2 separate regions of the Mus musculus genome follow, and region 1 is linked to region 2. A link is a contact called in public promoter capture Hi-C data. All regions are on one chromosome and are shown on one strand. Each heading gives the region's core, a stretch centred on a gene start, on an enhancer-like site or on the middle of the called end of the contact. The rest is flanking DNA. Distances are from core to core; before and after follow the strand shown. Region 1 holds the start of Slc47a2 (solute carrier family 47, member 2). Region 2 holds the start of Dhrs7b (dehydrogenase/reductase (SDR family) member 7B).

Evidence for each region. Promoter capture Hi-C pulls out the DNA fragments that hold promoters and counts their contacts.
Region 1: a contact with region 2 is called in a promoter capture Hi-C map of embryonic stem cells, with 2.3 times the contacts expected there. The contact joins the promoter of Slc47a2 here to the promoter of Dhrs7b in region 2.

Annotation. Positions count from the first base shown.
Region 1 is chr11:61,340,587-61,345,405 of GRCm38.p6, forward strand. It overlaps Slc47a2 (solute carrier family 47, member 2), which reads right to left and starts at 2,274. Exons shown (of 17, transcript NM_001033542.2): 1 at 2,031-2,274; 2 at 1,853-1,954. The coding sequence starts at 2,192. It overlaps Slc47a1 (solute carrier family 47, member 1), which reads right to left. Exons shown (of 17, transcript NM_026183.5): 17 at 2,814-3,942. The coding sequence ends at 3,716.
Region 2 is chr11:60,828,100-60,832,857 of GRCm38.p6, forward strand. It overlaps Dhrs7b (dehydrogenase/reductase (SDR family) member 7B), which reads left to right and starts at 2,532. Exons shown (of 7, transcript NM_145428.2): 1 at 2,532-2,632. The coding sequence starts at 2,613.

The DNA.
Region 1 (4,819 bases), core at 1,024-3,523, 510 kb after region 2:
CTCACTTTATAAAAAGTGGTAGTGTGTGCTTTTAATCCCAGTACTCAGTAGGAGGCAGAATCAGGTGGATCTCGGGGTTCGAGGCCAGCCTGGTCTCTACAGAGAGTTCCCAGACAGCCAGAACTACACAGAAACAAAACAAAACAAAACAAAACAAAACAAAACAAAACATGTCTCAGACAAACATACAAACAAAAAGTTATTTTTCTAAACAGAGTTTCTCTGTGTAGCTTTGACTGTCCTGGAACTTGCTCTGTAGACCAGGCTGGCCTTGAACTCAGAGACCTGCCTGCCTGCCTCCCTCCAAGGGTTGGAACTAAAGGTGTATACCACCCCTGCCCTACTTTGACACATGAGAGTGTCTTTGTTCTGTTATTTGTTTGTTTGTTTGTTTGGTTGGTTGTTGTTATTGTTGTAACTAACTGCCTTTGGTTGGCTTAGAATACCAGTCATCCTCTATAGCCCAGGTTTGTTCAAGCTTCTACCAGACTGAGCACAGTCAGAGCTCTCTCTCTCTCTCTCTCTCTCTCTCTCTCTCTCTCTCTCTCACCAGGAACAGCATTACAACAAAAGATGAGACAAAAATGACTAGGCCCGTAATTCCAATGGAGGCAAGAATATTGAAACTTCAAGGCCAGCCTGGACTACTGAGCATGACCCTGTTTCAAAAACAAAATGTATAAAACTTAACATATCTAACCACTGGGCCACTACCTTCCCAACAATTAGTTACAAGGTAACATTCACTAAAAGCAACATATCTCCTTGACTCATTTATGAAGGGCTGACAGTGGCTCTCACTGTCCTGCCCTTATCTGCAGAAAGCCCTGTCTGTAGAACACACTGGTGCTCCCACGGACCACCGCCAAGCCTCCTGTCTCACTGTGGGTCGCATTTATTCCTGTTGTTTTTACATCGAAACTCTAGAGACATAACAGGAAAAGGAAAGGAAATTGCCAGACAACAACAACAGAGAAAGAGGAGAGAGAGAGAGAGAGAGAGAGAGAGAGAGAGAGAGAGAGAGAGAGAGAAAACTATAATTCTGACAGTACAGTTATAGATCCATACATAAACTGAGACACACACACACAGAGAGAGAGAGAGAGAGAAAACTAAAACTATAATTCTGACAGTACAGTTATAGATCCATACATAAACTGAGACACACACACACACAGAGAGAGAGAGAGAGAGAGAGAGAGAGAGAGAGAGAGAGAGAGAGAGAGAGCGAGCGCCAGGTCTCTCTCCTCCATTATACTGAAAGAGAAACTGCGGACCTCCACTATTGCACAGGGCATTCCAACATCCTAGCGGGCAGAAGGGACACTTTCGGAAATAGGGGAGGACCCAGTCGCCATCACCTCCCTTGGAGGAAGAGTTTCTCTCCTGTCTGAAAGTGAGGATCAAATGCAAGCGAGCTGCTTTCCACTACCTTGCTAGCAGATGGAGAGAGGCTTCTAAGGACGCGGGATTGCAAGCCATGAGGAAGAAAGACACTTTACATGCAATCTTAATGAACCGTGTAACTAATAGCTTTGGTGGTTTGGTTTCAGAAGTGGGGACACAAAGTTCATTTAGGGTAGCTGTGCACCATGTGGTCTGCTTGGGACACTCCTTTCATGTCCCCCCAGGACGCAGTGCCTGGGGGTTGGGAGGGGGTGAAGCGGGGATTTACTCTGAACTCGCTCTCTTCCCAAATCTGAAGATCATAGTAGCACGGTGGGTCAGACCCAGACCCTGCAGTTCTAATTCGGATTCTTGGCACTGAGGCCATTTCCAGCGCTATACAAATAAAAACACATTAAAGCTTTCCGGCTTTACCACATCATCAGCTGAAACAGTTAGCACCTACGGAAACAGCGAGTGTCACGGCGTCCAACTCGACTTTGCCCAGGTGTCCGCAGAAGATGGAACTGACGATGCTGATGAGAAAGATCATCAGCTGCGCCAGGAACTGCAAGGAGCAGAGAGGCGGTCACTCTCGGGCCGCCTGAGGTCGCCCCGCGCCCGCAGCTCGGGGTCCAACTCACCACCGGGCCCGCGAGCGCCACTAGCGCGGCCGCCTCCCGTCTCACGTCGGGGGACAGCGCTCCTCGAAGGCCCAGCAGGATCCTCAGACTGCGCCCCCGTGGGACGCGGACCAGCTCCGGGGGCTGGATGGTGGCTCCCAGGCTGTCCTCGGCCGGCTCCATGGCACAGGCTCAGATAGTGGCGCGATCCACACGTGGAGCCGTGAGTCGAGTAGCCACTGCGAAGTGCAGGGAGCCGGGCGGGAACCGCCCCACGCGCCACCCCGCCCCGGGCGCCGCGTCCAAATCCAACCGTCGCCGAGCGCAGCGCGCGGCACAAGCCTCGGCCTGGGTGCTTATAGACACAACAAGAATTAAGCTGAGGGATGGTTTAGGTGGTCCCATCCAAACGCCACTGTGTAGCTGCTGGTGTAGCTCAATGAGGAATGCCTGCCTGTAGCAGACTCCAACCCCAGCCCCAACCACCAAAAGAAAAAATAAATTGAGCCGTTTTACACTCATAGTGACTGACGTTTCTAATTGTGTTCATTTTCTGTACTTTGGAAGTTTGCTGAATTATCCGTGTGTACTTAATCAACCCTTCAGAGGCTGGAAGAATTGGGCTTCGACTTTGTTCAAGCTTTGTCCAATGGCCACCACCAGGGGGATTGTCACTCTGGGTCTTCATCGCTTTACAGCTCCAGAGACCTCCCGTTGCCTGCACCCCTCTCCCAGGGGAATCTGAGCTTCCTCTGATGATTTATAAACGCTGTTTGCTCACGGAATAATAATCTACAGCCCAGAGACATATCATAAAATGTATTTAATAGAAGTCACACAGCAAGAATATAGAAGCAGTTCAGATATAGTTTTGTAGCATAGAAAACAATAGGCAGAAGAAATAGGAATTCCAGCCCGGAATGAAGACAGTAGACAGCAGTGCATGTTTGACAGTGGCAGATGAATTAATACTCCCCCATAGTCTCCCCCACATTGCACTATATGGTGTTTACCTTATTTATTAGAGAAACAAAATTTTTGAATTCTCAGTTCATAATTCCCATGGGCACAGTTGAATTCTGTTAACTATAATGACTGGCTCTGAATTGTCTCTATGTTCAAAACTGCACGTGGGCCCAGACTTAAACAGTGATTCACTTTCCAGGGGCTCAACTTTAACATTGATGCAAAAGTGACACGCATTCAGAAGAGACTGTTTTTGAACGGGGAGCTTTTCCTGGGTTCACAATGTGTGACACTATCCTTTGGAAACATGGGGACAGTGGCAGTGAGCTAGAGTCTCCAGGTGACTCCCTGCAATCCCAGGGGTGCAAAATCAACATTCCGGTTGGTACAATGTTTCGAATACTGGTATTTGGTAGGTAAGTATATTGCAGGCATTGTCCACTCCAGAGCATCTCCTCTGCCTCTGTCTCATCTATGTCTCTTTGTCTTTCTGTTTATATCTCTTGGGGGGGTGTCTCCCTCTCTCTGTCTCTCTCAAACACACACCCAAAGAGAGACACATACAGAGAGAGAGAGAGAGAGAGAGAGAGAGAACTTATGTTAGAGGGCCCAGAACATGCTGAACATATTGCTGTCTGCAGTATCCCCAGCCCTGATGTTTCAATGTGGGGTGGATTTGTTCAGCATTAACTTCACAGACTGAGGAGCACCCAAGTTGCTGGATTGATGGCATTCCCACATTATTCAATTCTGATATAGACTCTCACTAAAATCCCACCCACCAAGACTAAGACTACCCCTAGGAGCAGGAGTCCTCTCCGTAAGGCCAACTGTTTCCCAGACAGTTTATTGCTGTCCTTTGGACGGATAGGCAAAGCTTGTTGCTGGTTCATCGGCTGGTCCAACTGAGTCTCGTCTTTTTTTTCAAGATCCGTCATCATAATTTCTCCATGGCTCTCAGGACACACTGTGGGGAAAAGGGGTCTTAGTGAGTAGCTTGAAAGGATTCTTACTTTCATATGTACAGATGGTGGTGGTTATTATTTGTGATTGTTGCTAGGAGAAAGTTAATTCAAGAAAAAAGTTGTTATAAGAAAGAGAGAAAGAAAAGAAAGAAGAAGAAGAAAGAAAGAAAGAAAGAGGAAGACAGACAGACAGACAGACAGAAAGAAGGAAAGAAAGAAAGAAAGAAAGAAAGAAAGAAAGAAAGAAAGAAAGGAAGGAAGGAAGAAAGGAAGAAAGGAAGAAAGACATACAGATAAGAAGATAGGAAGGAAGGAAGCAAGCAAGCAAGCATCTTAGGGCGATGCTGCAGGGGAAGGTCTGCTTTCCCTTTAAATGACCATTAATGTTCCTTCAAGTCGTTTTTATTTGTTTCAGATAAGGCACTGTAGAGAAAAACATAACAAATCCATCAAAATTGCCAAGTCACACCGACCCACTCCTCCACCTGACTTGCAATGAGCTCTGCCCTCTGAAATCTCTTTACACTGACATGGTCTGTCCAGAAGTTCCCGTCCACCATTAGGTTCATACAAGACAAGACTTGTACATGCTCAGAAGTGTCCTCTGCTTGACCTAAGTCTATCCCATAGGACCTTGCTAGGTCTCTCCCATACAAATAGGCAGAAGTGACTCCAATATTATCTTTTTACTTTCATTGCTCCAGGAGATACTCACAGGGGACAAAGAGAGGCACATTTGTGTTTCGTTTTGTAGTAAGAAATAGGGGTATTTTACAGTTTACAAGAGCACATTTGTATCTCATTCTATGGAAGGAACCCACGAGCACACGCTATAAACGGCTTACAAGTTTGCACTGCTAACAGTTTGTTTGTTCGGAG
Region 2 (4,758 bases), core at 1,282-3,781:
ACTGATAGAATATCCATGAAACTTCTTAGCTTGCTGATCCAGGACCAAGCAGATATTTCCCTGTCACCTGAGTCTCCTTTCTTTGTTGTTCCCAATGGCAGCTGCTGTTGAAGGACTCAGAAATAGATATATTGTTTAAGCTTATTGAGGAGAAGAGGTCCAAAGCCAGCAAGATAGTGAGGAAGAGGCACCTGAGGGAGAGGAGAGGCACCATCTAAAAGTTATCTATCGGGGGTGGGGAGGGTCTAGATGAATGGCTCAGTAGTTAAGAGCACTGGCTGCTCTTCCAGAGGACCCAGTTTAAATTCCCAGTACCCACAAGGCAGCTCACATTCACCTATAACTCCAGTATCAGTATATCTGATAACCTCTTCTAGAGATTCTGGGAACTTGGCACACAATTAGTACATAAACATATATGTAGGTGAGGCAGCCATACATATAAAGATTTTAAAAGAAAAAGGTTGACCTGGAGACAGCTCAGTGGTTAAGAGCAGTGGCTGTTCTTCCAGAGGTCTTGAGGTCAATTCCGAGCAACCACATGGTGGCTCACAACCATCTGTAATGGGGATCTGATGCCCTCTTCTGGTGTGTCTGAAGAGAAGGACAGTGTACTCACATACATAAAATAAATAAATCTTTTTTAAAAATTGTACAAAATTCTCAAAGGACTAATAAAAATATAAAAAATGTTAAAAAAGAAAAAAGTTCAGTTTCTTATTAAAAACATATGCTTTTCAATTTTCATTCTTGTGCTACGGATAAAACTGAGTGCATTGCATATGCTTACAAGTACTCTAACATTGTGCTATATATTCTAGCCCAAAGCTAGTGCTTTTTGACAGAAACCTGGACTTCTAAGTACCTTAAGAGTCTGAATCCTATTTCCATTTTCCATTTAAGCTGGCTTCCTTGGACAATACTTTGGCAGGATAATCTTATGCCTTTTTGCTATTGGCAGATGGATGTGGAAGTCTGTAAATTCCACTTGTCCTTCACTGACACCTAGAGGAACTCTTTGTTACTATTTGGTACAAATGGAAGTCCAGACTTCTAATAAGTCTCCATTGACACTGGGAGGGGAAAGAGTGTTTAGTTATTGCTCTCTGCATGGCCTCTTTTCACACGTGGGAAGTGGTCTTGTCAGTGAGGGATGGAATTCCGACTCAACTCTCTACTTGGCTTCAGCTTACACAGAGAAGGGTGTGTGTCTGTGTGACTCCTTACACTTAAGTGGGGGTGGAAAGAGGAGGCTAGAGAGAATGGAGGAGAGTATGCCCAAAGTACATTATAAACTTGCATGAAATATCTTTATGCAAGCTCCTCTCATCTACAATAAACAGTCAATAATGAACATACAATAAATTTGCTGAGCAATAGTGGCTCATGCCCTTAATCCCATCACTCAGAAGGCAGAGGCAGGCAGATCTCTGAGGCCAGCCTGGTCTACAGGGTAAATTCCAGGACAACTGGGACTACACAGAGAGACCCTGTCTTGAAAAACTAAGATAATAATTTTTTCTGCAAACTTTGTATCTTTTGAAATAAAATTTATTTCCAGCTATATGTATTACAAATTGTATTGCTTATACACTCTCTTGTGTTGTTGACGTTGTTGTTATAATTATTATCTTGAGACAAGGTCTCTCTCTGTAGTCCTGGGTGTCCTGAAACTCGCGATGTAGACCAGGCTAGTCTTGAACTCACAGCACTTGGAAGGCAGAGGCTGGCAGATCTCTGTGAGTTCGAGGTCAGCCTGGTGTAAAGAACGAGTTCCAAGACAGCCAAGGCTACATAAAGAAAGCACTGGTCTCAAAAACCCAAAAAGAGGCGGGGTGAGGGGGAGAAAGAAAGAAAGAAAAAGAATAAAGAAAGTTCCTAGACTTAGCACTATTAATAGTATTAATATTACATGTAATAGTGACATATATGTATGTATATATATGTATATATGTACACATATGTATTTATGTATATATGTATGTATGTATATAATGTATGTATGTAATATATATATATACATATATATATATATATATATATATATATATATATATATATAATAGTAATACTAGAATAGTACGTTCCTAGTTGTGTTAAATGTGGCTCCTTGTTGGAAGGAAAAGTGACTACTTATGTGTAGGTCTGTTTCTAACCTCCTTAAAAAACAAAAACAAAAACCGAGCCCCCTCTCCCCATCTTTGTAACAACATCACATCGCCGTTTATAATAATCTTGGCAACTGTAGCATTTATTTTTGCTTTTTGAAGCAGTGTCATGCAGCCTAGCCCAAAGGGGACCTTGTATTCCTGAGCTGCCTCCCTTCATTTCTCAAGTACTCGGATAACAGCCATATGCCATCAAACTCAGCTTTGCAGAGCAAGTTCAGTTTTTTCTGAAAACCGATGGAACCCAAACCACTACTTAGAATTTTCCTCCGGAAGATTTACGGTATAGGACTTAAGCAGACTGACGTCATTTAGACCGCAAAGGCTAAACTCTACCTCTGTTGGGCGCATCTTCAGAGCGCATGTGCTTCCCGAGTATTGTGATTGGACGGAACCAAGCTGCATTTCGTCAATTCCGAGGCGGGAGCATGAAGTTGATTGACCATGATCTCTCCGTCCTTTAGGTAAAGGCTAGGGATGTTGCAACCTCTTGGTGAGTGGAAATGAGGACGGTGTCCTGTCTAAAGCGGAGGCGCGGGGTACATCTGCTTTAAGTGACTGAGTGAGGCTGAGCACGTTCTGGGGAGGCTGTGGATCCTGATAGCTTCCGGTTCCCCGCGGCGCCCCACAGTGAAGGAAGCAGGGTTCAGGCACTCCGCCCCGGCACGCTCATCGCGGAGATCACCTGGTCTCTGTGTGTGCGTTTCAGGGTCTGGAGCCTAGAGCGCGCAAGGTCGCGTGTGCATAGCTACTGTGGCATGACCCCAGTGGCACTCCTGCCCGGGGATGGTTAGGAGATCTGGGTTTTCGGAAAGGGCGAGCAAGATTCTGACTTTGGAACATCCATGAGAACAGCTTTCTTAGATTAGACACTTCCAACCCTAACTGTGCCGGTTAGCAGGTGCAACTGTGGGTGGATGCCTTAAACATTCAGCGACCGTTTCTTCAGTTAAAACTTTAGAAATATGGCAGTAGTGAAGAGTAAATAAGTTTTTGCTTGCAAGGGCTTAGCTAGTGGCTACATGTACTCAACACATGGTACTCATACATTACTCTCAGTTCATTAGCCTTTAGTATAGTGATTTGAGAGTTAATACATACGCCTTTCCACACAAACACTTGCACTAGCTCTCAGGTGGGTATTTACTTTTGTTATTTTTCCTTTTTATGCGATATTTTATTAAATGTCTTTACAGGACAACAGCCAGCCTCCAGACACAGCTGCTAAGACCCTGTAGGCACTGACTGGGACATGTTAGTTGGCTCTGGCTTCCCACCTTTTTGTTCTGAGATGGTGGTGGTGGGCAGGATCTCATGTTTGGGATCCAGGATGCTCACATGGTCAAGCAGAGGGTTGAAGGGCTGACCTTAACACTTGGGTGCCAGGGCAGCATGATCTTTAGTGCCCAGCACATCCTGTCTGAGCAATACACAGTGCAGGCAATGTCAATACAGTAACTAAAAGAGTCTCCACTGTGCATATCCACAGCCTTCATTGGCCCTCTGTCCTTAGAGCTTCCCATAACCCACAGCCTTGGAAGCCCTTGGCCCCACTGTAGCTGTCTTTAGATACACCAGAAGAGGGCATCAGATCACATTACGGATGGTTGTGAGCCACCATGTGGTTGCTGGGAATTGAACTCAGGACCTTCGGAAGAGCAGTCAGTGCTCTTAACTAATGAGACATCTCTCCAGCCCCGTACTTACTACTTTTAGTGGAATTGCCTGTAAAGACTTTTCAGTCTTGTAACCCTGTAGGGGTAGTGGAAAGCTTTAGAGAAGTAGCAGGTGGCAAGGGACCCCTTAGTGATAAGGTTTGAATTAGGCATCAAGACCTACTTGTTTTAGAAGTGCAGGAAGGGAAACTAACTGGAGTACCCACCACTATCTGTCTATTGTAGATACCCACTTTCCTCATCACAGCAGAGTATGAAGTCAGTAGTAGTATCTCTACATTTCGGAAGAGTCCTGGAAGCTTAGCTGCAGCAAATTAATGAGGGGAGGCAGGCTTTTAGATACATTCCTCTATGCAAAAGCCATGCTCATCCAGGGAACCAAGATTGCCTTTGAGTTGGTCATTGTAAGAGAAATTATTGAAAGATTGTTACAAGTCCTGTGCACCCGCTTAGTATGGAGGCCCAGGTTCCTCCTCAAACCCTAGTGCCAGGCACTTGGGGGGGATGCTGGTAGTTGCAATTACTCCCCAGGCAGGAGGTCACAAGGTCAGGAGCTGGAGGCCAGACCCAGGTAGACTTACTTTTTTTTGGAAGATACAAAATGTCTATTCACTCTAGCTAGAGAGCAAGTTCATCCAAGTCTAGCTTGGTAAATGGGTGAGTTTATTAAGGTGACTGGGTGAGGAATTACATAGAAGAAACGTAATTCAAAGGCGTCTGCATCCCTGAAATGCCCGTCTCAGAATGGGAGCTACATTATTGGTTTCTGTTCACCTTGCAGGCAGCTCCACCACTGAACAGCCTTCTCTGTCAGCAATCATTTGCTCTCTGACCTCTCCTCAGCATGGTGTTTATTCATACAGCTGTCAGGACCGGCAGGCCTTGTTGAGTCTTGAAAGTTTTACGAACTTTCA